Regions from separate parts of the Mus musculus genome. Here region 2 is linked to region 1. Evidence: chromatin contacts called from public Hi-C data. All regions are on one chromosome and are shown on one strand. The core of a region is the stretch at or near the end of the contact, and the rest is flanking DNA. Distances in the headings are between cores, read along the strand shown. Region 1 has its middle 33 kb from the start of Gm42145. Region 2 has its middle 12 kb from the start of Gm33327.

The links. Hi-C and Micro-C count contacts between places; a contact is called where the count stands out from the background.
Region 2: a Hi-C map of differentiating embryonic stem cells shows a contact between it and region 1, with 3 times the contacts expected there. The contact joins two enhancer-like sites. A contact is called at or near these places in 16 of 484 Hi-C or Micro-C datasets (cerebellum, cortical neurons, differentiating embryonic stem cells and 7 more), 3 of 115 datasets of contacts at active chromatin or transcription factors (embryonic midbrain, embryonic stem cells and large pre-B cells) and 2 of 9 other capture datasets (embryonic stem cells and embryonic tail).

What each region holds. Positions count from the first base shown.
Region 1 is chr5:106,572,311-106,578,692 of GRCm38.p6, reverse strand. It overlaps Gm8350. Among named protein-coding and RNA genes, the nearest start is that of Gm42145, 33 kb to the left of the region's middle. Within about 2 kb of position 3,957, at least 118 of the 459 cell types and tissues checked have an H3K27ac peak or open chromatin away from gene starts, as enhancers often do. A contact at or near this core is called in differentiating embryonic stem cells, where this site is marked.
Region 2 is chr5:106,788,164-106,793,745 of GRCm38.p6, reverse strand. No RefSeq gene overlaps it. Among named protein-coding and RNA genes, the nearest start is that of Gm33327, 12 kb to the left of the region's middle. Within about 2 kb of position 2,660, at least 7 of the 459 cell types and tissues checked have an H3K27ac peak or open chromatin away from gene starts, as enhancers often do. A contact at or near this core is called in differentiating embryonic stem cells, where this site is marked.

The sequences.
Region 1 (6,382 bases), core at 2,708-5,207:
CCTCAGGTTGTGGTGACCCCCAACCATAAAATCATCTTATTGCTACTTCATAACTGTAATTTTTCTACTGTTATGAATCATAGTATAAACATCTGATAAATGTGGTGTATTTATGTGACCTCAAAAGGGTTGAGACCCACAGACCAATGATTTAATATATAAATGAGCTCAAAAAAAAAATCACAGCGAATGAAACCCAGAATTCAGAATACAGCTCAGAAGTCTCTGTAGAATTTGTACCTCTCCTTAATTCACAGAGGAGAGGATTTAAAAGGCAAAGGAGGGGACATGCTGCCCAGGATTCAACACGCTGAGATGCTTCCAAAGCATTGTGGGCTTTTCCAGTGTGAAGGTCTCCTCACACTGGCTGGCTTTCATACATCAAACTTTAGGAGCTCCAAAGATAAACATTTTGAATTTGTTTCAATATTATGATTTTTAATTTTCCACTCTTATTAACGTCTTTCAAGCATTAAAGTATAGAGCCCCTCGATGCAGTCTTAGGTTGAACCATTTGGGAGCTGACACTCACTTGTGTTCGTTCTCTCAGCAAAGCTAGTGTTCAACTAACTATATAACTGGAAGAAGAAGAGCTTGGCCCCCCAATATATTCTAACACCCCAAAATCATATTATGAGGTTTTTCTTTCTCTCTCTCTCTTTTTTTTAAAGGAGTTATAACGAGAGCAAATTTGCTAGTAATTAGTTGAGCCAGTCATGTCTTCCAGCGCTTTCGAAGCTTGGAATTCACCAGAACCCTCATAGCATTAATTAAAAAGAATTTATGTTTTTTTAATAAAATGCTTCATGTTTTAGCTCCTTTATTCCTGCACCAAATGTGATTATGTGGGGGCTGAAGGGAATTCAGGTTAATATGTTGACACACTTAACAATGCAGGGTCATGCTGCACAGTACGCTTCGCCGGTTTGGTTCAGTACACCCCCTGACAGGGCCTAATCATCCTGTGCCCTAAAGGCAGGGGGAAGGAGAGGATTTTAATTACTGCTCTGTATGCAAGTTTGCCAGCATTAAATTGAGACATAATTAGGCCTCTGAATTTTAATAATTGTCCTAGCTAATTGGGCAGACAAGTACGTTATGCGGCATGCCGTGATTAGATAATTAGTATTTCCAAATGACAAAATTGGGCTCTTGATTACAAATTCTACATGAAGGGGGAAGGTACTGAGCAGATCTTTACAAGTCTATTAAGGGAGAGTTTAGCAATGGTGGTAATTTAGTGCTCATCAGGAAGCCGAGTCTCATTCTCAGAGCTGGGTATCTGGGACAAGGGCCTCTGGCCCATGCTGCCTTCCACTGTGGCTCCTGCCCAGAATGCTCTGCTTTGCGTCCTATAGGCTCTTCCTCTCCCCAGCATAGTAGCTGTTACTGACCTTGGCTAAGGTGCTGTGGGCGTATAGCAGGTGATAACTCTGAAGAAGAAATCCTAGAACTGGGAAAGAAAGGAGAGGAGACATTCCCAGGAAATATCCCAGACTTTTCCACTGAAGCTTTCTTTTGCAAGTAGCTGTTTAGTTGTTTGTTCATTCTTGGCCCCCACCCCAACACAGAAAATATGTCATCCCAGGCTGGCCTGGAATTCACTTTGTTGTCCAGATTGGCTACTAACTGGTTTCTCCTGCCTCAACCTCCCAGCTTGCGGGGACCGGGACCGAGTGAGCTCTGGTGCCCGGCTTGCTTTCTTTATTTACACTTCATGCAGAATTCACTTTCCCCCTTTTATCATTATCCCACTAAAATAGTTTGGCAAAATAATAATAATAATAAATCTAAATTTAAAATTTTTGCCTATAATCTCAGCACTGAAAGAGAAGAGGCGGGAGGATCACATACGTTGGAGGTCCTTAACTCAAGAAAAAGAAAAAAAAAAAGACCAATCACTCACCATTACCATTTTACATTTCTAGGATATTATATTATTGGGGGGTAAGGAGTATGAACATTCAAGCCTGCCAGGGTTTGGATTGTTTCAAAGGCTTGCTCTGCAGTCATGGTAACAGGTGGTAGGGACTGTATCACTCATAACTGAATGGAGTATTAGGATGTGGGACGGAGCTGGAGGAAGGATGTCATCAGGCATGCCTTTGAAAAGCACCCCACCATCTTTTCCTGACCACCATGAGCTAAGCTGCTCTCCTGTGCAGTGATGTTCCAGCCTGGCTTCCGGCCAACAGCAATGGAACCCATGGAACCCTCCCTCTGGGGCTTAGAACAAAAAAGAAACATTTTCTAACCCTCTCAGGCTTAAGAAACATTTTTCTCCCTAGTTTCTCTAAGTATTTGTCTTGGTTTGTTGGGTATCACTTAAGAGTTTCATGACCCTTGATAAATTACTTAGTGTCTGCCTCAGATTTGTCACTGGCAAGACAAAGAATCTCTTCTGTTAAGACTGTTTATGGGATTAAATAAAATAATTTACAGCACTGTGCCTGGCAGGGACTAAGTTAAGGAGTCAATACATATGAAGTTAGTAACAGTGAATGGCACAGGGGAAAGGTAGTGGGCTGGCTTCTCGCTGTGCCAACCTTCAAATGAAACAGAGCCCCTAGTCACAGTGTTTTCTGAGCGAGGACTTTTATGCTGAGAGTAGTCTAACAGCTCCAGGTACCTTGCAATCCAAATACCCAGTTGGCTTTCCTTCCTAGGAAGTCTTCATCTGATGCAGTGAAGGTGGCAGGCAGGCATTCTGCCTCCCCCCCTTACAGGCCCTGACTTACTCTGCACACTATCGCATTGTTACCACAGAGGTAGACTTCTGGGTACCTAAGTCTTCTCAACATTTTAAATCGGTGCATTGAGAAAAGAAACCCAGGATTTGTAAGAAATCTAAGTGTCTCTAGGGTTGCCTTTCAAGCAAAAAGAACATTAGTTGGATGCAAAGGAAGGACCCTTGCAAAATGGTTATAGTTGGTTCCTGGATGACTGCTGGAAAGTTTGTTAAGGGAAATTCTGAATTTGTGGATCCATATAGTTCTGACAATTCAAAACGAAGATGAAACAACAATGTCTCCATAGTTTGGTCCAGGCTGGACCAGTATCTTAAGATTTTCTGTTTGCCATGGCTGTTTACGAGTGATGATGAAGTTCTGGTAGGTTCCAATTCAGAAAACAGCGCTCCCCATAGTGGGTACTTGACATGGCCCAGACAGCACCCCTGCAGGACAAGGGGACAAGACCTTGAGGCGTGAGGAAGAAGGGACACTGTGGGTGCAATGCAGCCATTCTGTTGCTTGGAAAGATTCTAGGGCATGGGAGGGAATGTGAAGAGTGATCCTTATGCCCAGTCTGTGCTTACACAGTACAGAAACCTCTCCTCTGAGGACTACCATTCTCCTGCTAGTTCACAGCCCCCACTGCTCCGGGGCTGTGAGTGTCTGAGAGAAGTCAGTGCAGAGCCCTCACTGCTCTTTCCAGTTTCCAGAGGAAGCATCACTAGGGATAACTGTCATAAGGATTTTTCTCCCCTGCCATACAATACTGAAGCTTCTCTCCCTCTCTTTTTTTTGAAGAAGTGCGTTTATGACTGATCGCTCAACACCTTGTTGGTTCTGATTGCAGAAAACACACCTTATAAATATATGATAACCATCCTGTAATAGAGAGTGTGACAATTTACTTCACAGTGCGTTTCAGGCTGCTAATTGATCGTTTCAGTCCAGGGACGATTTGGAATAAATTATAGCCATCAAAAGGATATCACAGCTCATTTTGGTGGAAAGGTTTCCACGTCGCTTCGCGTTCATCTCCGGAAGAGGGACGATTACACCCGGCGGGCTGGGAGGTGGGGAGGGAGAGGGACCCTCATAGAGGCGGCCGGTGGGTGGAGCTTGAGCAGCCAGGGGCCGGTCCTGGGGCGTGACCATCGTAGGGGGCGTGGTCGTCCCGAGGGCGGGGCCACCATGAGGGCGGGGCCTGGCAGCGACGGCGCACGCGCTGCAGCTCCGCGGCCGGACAGTAGAGGCCTCCCTTCCGAGGAGGTGGCGCAGGCTGCTCGGCTACCCGGTGAGGTCCACGCGCAGCCCACCCGGCGCTCGGTTCCCCGGCCGCTGTCTCCCGCTGCAGGCGGCGGCGCCGGGCCTCGGAGGTGAGCGTGGCCCCCGGGGCCCTGCTTGGGGCGGGTGCTCGCGCGCGGGGCTTGCGTTCCTCAGCCCCGTGTGCGGTCGGGGGAGCAGGGCGTCGCGAGCGGGAAAGCGGTGCGGAGCGAGCGCAGCTTCGGGGGACGCCGTCCCTCAGCCGCCTCGTGACTCACCCGGCTCGGCCCGGCCGGAGCCACGGCCCCCGAGTCTCGTGTGCTTGGCCCGAGTCACCCCGGGATATGCGGCCCTTGTCCGGGCCCACCGCGGGGTCGCCACCGGGCCACCCCAGCTCACATGTGTGGACAGTAGAGCAGACAGACGGACCCAAGGCCGACTGGCGGGTGGGGCTGGGATTGGGCAAAGTTGCTGTCCCCAGCCCCCAGCCCCGCCCAGGGGAACACTCCGCAAGAAGGAAGAGTCTCTTAGTTCGTTTGGCGTGTCCCTCAGTCGGCCAGTGTGCCCCAAACCGGTCCTCTCCCCAGGTGCCCGGATTTTGTTGTGTTGTTTTATTTATTTATTTTTAGTCTTCTGTCACGCAAATACAGTATGTCACTCTAGGAAAGGGATGTTTCTATGGCGACTTTGACAGCAATCATCATACCAAGCTATTATGAAATGTGATATCTGTGCGTTCCGGAAAGACCGATAATACATAAACCAGTTCTTGACACAGTATCTCATAAGGAAACATCTTGAGGCTATCGGTAAAAGGCATTTTAATTCACACACTAAAAAAATATTTTGTGCTTGGTTGACATCTTTCAAAATGTTGAACGAAATAGGAACATTTACCATTTTGTACGTATTTATCAATGTACTCACAACAGCCCCCATAAGAAGGGGGAGGGTGTCCTCTTGTTCTTTCTGTCTTAGTTCTTATAAAGTAGAGAGCAGGCAGGTGTTATGTGACCTCTAAGTAGTCCACAGAATGTTAATGAGAGTTCTAGGAGACCAAGTGTTCCCTAAAACCAGAGTAATTGGAAGAGTCAAACTCAGATTTGAATGTGTTGGGTTTGACATGTGGTTGTCAGGGTTGTATTTGCATGGACCAAGTCCTGGGAAATGTCAATTGTGGGGTTACTTTTACAGTGAACCCCATGAGTATTGACCACGACAGAGTTTTCTTTTCCTCCATGTATGCTGTTCTTTGTTATTGATTATTGATCATCACAGGCACAGAGCTCATCTTTGCCAATGAGCAGGATCTCTACAAACATTTAATAATTGTTAAAATGTAACATTATTTCCTGGTTATAAAAAAAGACCCAAGGAATCTTACTATCAAAGAGCTAAAAAACTGTGATTTATAAATGTATACCAATAGCAAATCTATGCTGACCAAGGGAGTAAACTGTTAGGAATCAGAAAACTTTCTGTAGCCTGTGTTCTCTTCACAGCACTGTGACTGTTGCTTGCTCAGACTTTGTAAACAAAGTTTAAAAGGCTTACATGACTCAAGAGCTTATGATACTCTTTTAACTATTTTAGAATGCAGTTTTGCTAAGTGGCTCTTGTTCCTTATGTGGTATGCTGGACTGCTCAGTTACACATAACCGCAAGCACTAACTTTGAGTTAAATTGAAGCCACGCACCACTTTAAAATTTTGTAACACACACAATTAAATCAAGCAAACAAAACACATTCCAAGTATTTATGCACGTATGAGTTTAAGGTTAATTGGTTTAACAGAAATGAGGACCATACTCAGCATATTTACTCCAGTGATTTGAAAAGTCGTATCTTCCTTTAGTTCCTGAAGGACAAGTATATGACCAAACCAGAGTAGTACCATTTGAGTTCAAAACAAACTGAAAGACAATTGGATTGCTTTCTTGGGCAGCTTTTAAATTAGTTCTACAGTTAGTTTACCAATATAGTTTGAAGAATGGCATCATTGGAATAAGAGTAGTTACCAAGGGACAGTTTGAAGAGAAGTACTCATTTGGAATTATAAGTTGTCTTTAATTGTCAATGAATTATTCATTTATGAGTCATGTACATGTATAGCATTACATTGGTATATGCTGTGGAGACAGATTGCTTCAGAAAGCTATATTATGAAGAATTTGCCTGGGCCAGATGTATTGCATACACCTTTAGCTGGAGGCAGAGGCAGTGGATCTGTGTGAGTTTGAGGCTAGCCTGGTTTACATAGTGAGTCCCTGAATAGGTAGTGAGAACCTGTCTAAAATAATAATAAAATAAATAAATAAGATTTTTTGTTGGATTTTTATGAGAGTTTGTAATTCTGGCATGATTTTTAAAACCTTATAATATGTGGTAG
Region 2 (5,582 bases), core at 1,411-3,910, 220 kb before region 1:
TCCTATTTTGTGCAGGCTTCAGTCAGCTTCAGCACAAACAACCCTGGCAATGGCTTACCCTAGCCAGTGCTTCAATCTCACGCTTGCAGCTTTGTGGCTTTCTGGAAATCACGTCAGGCGGCAACATAGCATAGAGGTCGAACAGGAACATATCAACAATATAGAATAACCCGGGGGGTCACTCCTGACCAGCGGTGTATGAGCGCTGATAAAGACCTATGTCCTGCTTCTCCTTTCCTCATGATAGACATTCCCCGAATCTTCATGTGGAGCTGTGGAAAGTTCCACAGGGTCAAGCCGCATCCGTGGCCGAGCCACCAACACATCAACACATCTAGGTTGAGCTGAGTTTCTCTCTCTGTTTTCCTCTGGCTGATCCCTCATTCCTACCAAAGAGCCACATTTTCAAGTAAATTATCTACAAGCCTTCATCCCAGGCACATAGGCAGAGGAGGACCGCCTTGCTGGGGGACAGCTTACGTAGCATGAGAAAGGCCCAGGGGTCAATCCCTACTACAGAAAAAAACAAAAAAACAAATAAAATAAAAGTCCAGGCTATATATGTATGTTTATCTCACTGGATACTATGGTTGCAGGAAGGGGTAGTATAACAATATCTTAAATAAGGTCCTAATGTCCCTAAAAGATTGGAGTGATTGGGGTGGGCAGAACACTTAGTGGGTAGAGCTCTTGCTGCACAACCGTGGGAAACTAAGTTCAAGTCCCCCGAATGCACACACAAAACTTGGATTTATCATGGAATCGCAGACATCAGCGCAAAGCCAAGGGTCGTGATACATTGGAGCCTATAACACCATCCAATGAGAAATGGAAATGTACAAACTGCCTGACAAGGAAATTAAAATTAACCACCATACAGAAACCCAGTGAGCTACAGAATACGAGACAATTAATATCAGAAATGCATTACCAAAACAAACAATGCAACAGCAAAAATAGATCTTTAAAAAGAACCAAGCTGAGGCTGGAGAGATGGCTCTGTGGTTAAGAGCACTGACTGTTCTTCCAGAGGTCCTGAGTTCAAATCCCAGCAACCACATGGTGGCTCACAACCATCCGAAATGAGATCTGATGCCCTCTTCTGGTGTGTCTGACAACAGCTACAGTATACTTACATAGAATAAATAAATATATCTAAATAATAATAATAATAATTTAAAAAAACTACTTGGGGAAGAAAGGGTTGTATCATCTTACAAACTCCCAGGTCATAAGAGAGTAGCCAGGGCAGAATGTCAGGATCTGAGACCGTGGAGGACTCCTACTTACTGGCTCACAGGTACCTGGGTCAGAGTTCCCTTCCCAGGTGTAGGCAGCTTACAAAGTGTACTCTAGCTCCAGGGATCCAACATCCTCACCCACACACAAGTGGCACGCAAGTGGCATGTGCCTGCACACACACACACACACACACACACACACACACACACACTTAACAAATAAAATTTGTAAAGTACAAAATATAAAGAAAAAAATTAAAAATTGGACTTCATAAAAATAAAGAACATTGGCTCTTCGAAGGGCACTGTTGAGGGAACAAGAAGCAAGTTGTACACTGGGGGAAAACGGTTTTATAACGCATGCCTACTAAGCGCTGCAAGCCTGTATTAGGGGACAAGCAACTCATCTGAAATGATCCCCGGGGTCTGGCTACTCCCAACGATTGCTGCTTGAGCTGCCTTGTATTTAAACAACAAATTCTCGTTTCTGTTCTGGACTGTTCCCAGGAATGCTGGCTTTGGCAATCCCACCGTGTATGGTTGTACTGGGACAGTGGCTTCCCTGAGAGCTGCCACAGCAGCACAGCCCTCAATGGGGGGGTCGGGGTGGGGGAGCTACCTGATCCTCCTGAGAAGAGACTGTGGATCCTCTTGTATACAAAAATCTGTTTCCAATGTTGGGACTGGACATAAGGCTGGGGGTGGGGGGAAGGGGGGGACTTGAAGCCAAAGACTGTGTAAGCTCTACTTCCGAAATTCCTTTTTTCCTCTAGTTTCTGTGAACAAGGAGCACTGCATTGGAGCACCATCTCCTGCTGTGTAGCCCTGGTGTGGGGGAGGGAAGGGGGAAAGGGAAGGGGTTGAGGGGGTGCTCTTGTCTTTAATTTATTCATCTGTAGAACACGAGGAATAGCTTCAACCTGAAAGGCTGGCCGAGTGGATTAACAAGATGCATAACCCTTTCCCAACAGTTCCTGGACCCAGTAAGGGGGCTGACAAGAAGACTCTTGGGCCCGGTGCCTCTGACTTCTGGCTCACCTTCATCCCTTCCCCAGAGGACTGAGTTTGACATTGTGTCCTTGGTCTGGTCCATGGCTGCAGCGCAGGAAGGCCTTCTGCCAGTAGATGTCAGACATGACTCATTAGAAGAAAGTCTATCCCATCGTTCAAGCATAGCGCATGGCGGGCCATGATGAGCAGAGACAGTCTTGGTTTTAGAGCTTTTTTGTAGAAAGGCAGAGGGAAAGAGAGAGGTAGAAAGTGAGAGGCCGGCCATGGCCACGTGGAGAGAGGGGGGAAGGGAAAAAGAGAAGGAGGGCTAGAGAGTAAGAAAGGTGAGGGCTTAAGAGAATGAGGAGGGGGCCAAGCAGCCCCTCTTATAGTGGGCTGGGCTATCTTGCTATTACCAGGTAACTATGGGGAGGAGCATAGTCAGATAACTGTGGGGGTGGAGTCTAGCCAGAATGCTAGAAGCTTGGGACATTGTCTGCATGACTGATAGTCACAGTCACAGAATTATGGAGTTGGGAGCTCTGTAGTGTCAGGCACCTGTCTCTGGGAATGAGGCTTGCTTTTCCAGCCCTTGTAGAGTTCTCTACTGGGTCACTGAAACAAGCCCCATTCAACCAAAATAGGCTGCCTATCACAATCCCACTCACATCTTACTCCAAGTACTTGGGAGAGTGAGGTTCAGGGTCAGCCTGTCTACACAGTGACAGCCAGGGCTGGGGGTCTGTGTACACAGTGACAGCCAGGGCTGGGGGTCTGTGTACACAGTGACAGCCAGGGCTGGGGAAATCTGTGTACACAGTGACAGCCCAGGCTGGGGGTCTGTGTACACAGTGACAGCCAGGGCTGGGCGTCTGTGTACACAGTGACAGCCAGGGCTGGGGGTCTGTGTACACAGTGGCGGCCAGGGCTGGGGGGTGGGGCAGACGGGTTTCTTATTTTATATCTTATGGGGAAGGAGTTTTAAATTATTACATCTAAATGCTCCAAAAAGTAATCTAATGGGTATTGGGCCCCCAAAGCTTCATTTTATAAATGCTATAAAGAAATGCTCTGTGAGAAGTGATAGCTTAGCCCAAATCCTAAAACAAAGCCAGTGCACCCTCAGGTTACTTTTGTCCTCACTGCCATCCCCACTTGAACAACAGGTCATCCCTGCCTACTGTCACTGATGGTGACATCCTGACATCCGTCAGATGCCTGTAAATGGTCACACACTTTAACTTAGAAAGTCTACTTTTGGAGACACTGTCCAAGGAACCTATCAGCTCTTCCAAGACTGACACCACACTATTTATGGCCATATTGTTTACACAGTGCAATCTGGGAATAACTAAGAGATCCAATTATAGAGATGCTGACACGGAAAGATGGTGCAGACCGATGACAAAATGTTAAAACGTCACCGAAATGTCATTTCCAAAGAATACTTTGTTTTGTTTTTTGGTTTTTTGGTTTTTTGAGACAGGGTTTCTCTGTGTAGCCCTGGCTGTCCTGGCACTCACTTTGTAGACCAGGCTGGCCTCGAACTCAGAAATCCACCTGCCTCTGCCTCCCCAGTGCTGGGATTAAAGGCGTGCGCCACCACGCCCGGCACCAAAGAATACTTAATGTTGTGGAAAATTACAATATAACCTCACTTGGCAAAAAGACATAAAATTACACATACAAATATGTATATAATAAACTTTTAAATATATTTACATATTCATTTTAAAGTGCTCTTAGAGAGAACCTTGAAAAAAGCAACTTCAAATTAAAATATGAAACAATCAAAATGTTAATAGCATTTGTCTCTCGGTAGCAGGGCTATGTGCTTTAATGCCTTCTTTCTTATTAATTTTCCTAATTTTTAGTAATGCATATATGTTATTAATATAATCAGGAAAGTGTCTGTTTCAATCATATTAAAAATATCATTTGGAATAGTTATTATCTAGAAAAAAAAGATTATATTCAGAAAATAAAAAGCAAAGACCAAGGTTTTTCCTGTCATCAATCTACTGACACAGTTTACAACTCAGTCCTCAGGGGAGGAGGACAAAGGCACCACCACAAAGGGGACAAAGTCAGGACCACCACAACCACTCAGTTGGTTATTCAGGTAACTTCAGGTAATGCATGCGCAGAGGGTGTGCTATGGTTGCCATGGCAGCAGACTCAGACTGGTCTTGTCGCCTAGGGATGATGTCATCCCTGGATTCAGAGGCTGGTTGTAAACAGCTTCTGATGCTAACAACCATCACTGGGGTTGACTGTCACTGGGGACGACTGTTATCAGTGACATCACATCCTGAAAAGCAAATGTGAAATTAAACAAATTTAACATCTAGAATTTAAACAAATTATCTTTGATTTTTATTAGAGGATATTAATTGAATAAAATAATGGGTTTCGCTGCAACTTTGATCATATCTGCTCCCATCCTCCTCTGCCACTCTCACGCATACCCACATACCCATGGGTCCCTTCCTCCTTAAAAAGAAAAAAAAATCTCCACCTTCTACTTTCCTGCCTTTTTTAAAGGTCAGTGCACACTCATGTGCTTCATCATGACTTCTTCATACACAGGATACTCCATATGCTGCCCCTTGCTCTCCTTCCCAACTGACTGTCCTTTTGAAAACTCCTTTCTGTCTTCCTGAGTCTGACTTATTTCACTCACTATGAGGATCTCCAGCTCAGTCCGTTTTCTGCGAATGACTCTGTTCTCCTTTCAGTCGTATACTGTTCTGTGCACGGGCCACGTTCTCCATACACTGTTGTCTGAGGACGATGCCTCAGCTGACCCTAACTCTGCCTCTGTGGACCGGGCTGTAGGAAGCCTGGGGCTACAGGGATCCTTGCCACGTGCCGTTTGAAGCCCTTGTTAATTTGTCAAGAGTGGTATTGCTGATAGTATGGTGATTATATTTTTAGATTTTGCGGAAACTTCGTACTGATTTCCATAGTTACTGGACTTATTTAAATCCCCTCCCCCAGCTCCCTCGGCATCTCTGTCTCCTTGATGCAAGCCATTGTGACTGAGCTGAGAAAGAACCTCAGTGTGCTTTGGATTTTACTAAAGACGAGCACTTTTATTACTGTATTTTTTAGCCATTTATCCTTATTCTGAGAACCATCTCTTTACTTCATTTGCCTGTTTACTCTCTGAATTATTATTCTTTATTATTTGAGAAACAATTTCTCAAATAACTCAAGCTCCCTGGGGCAGCCAGTCTTCCTGACTGGCACTCTGCTTCTCCTCATGACCTGGATATGCAGGTGACTGCTTCCCGACCTCCATCTCTGAGTACCTTCACCACTGTGACCATCCTTTATGAACCAGGAGAA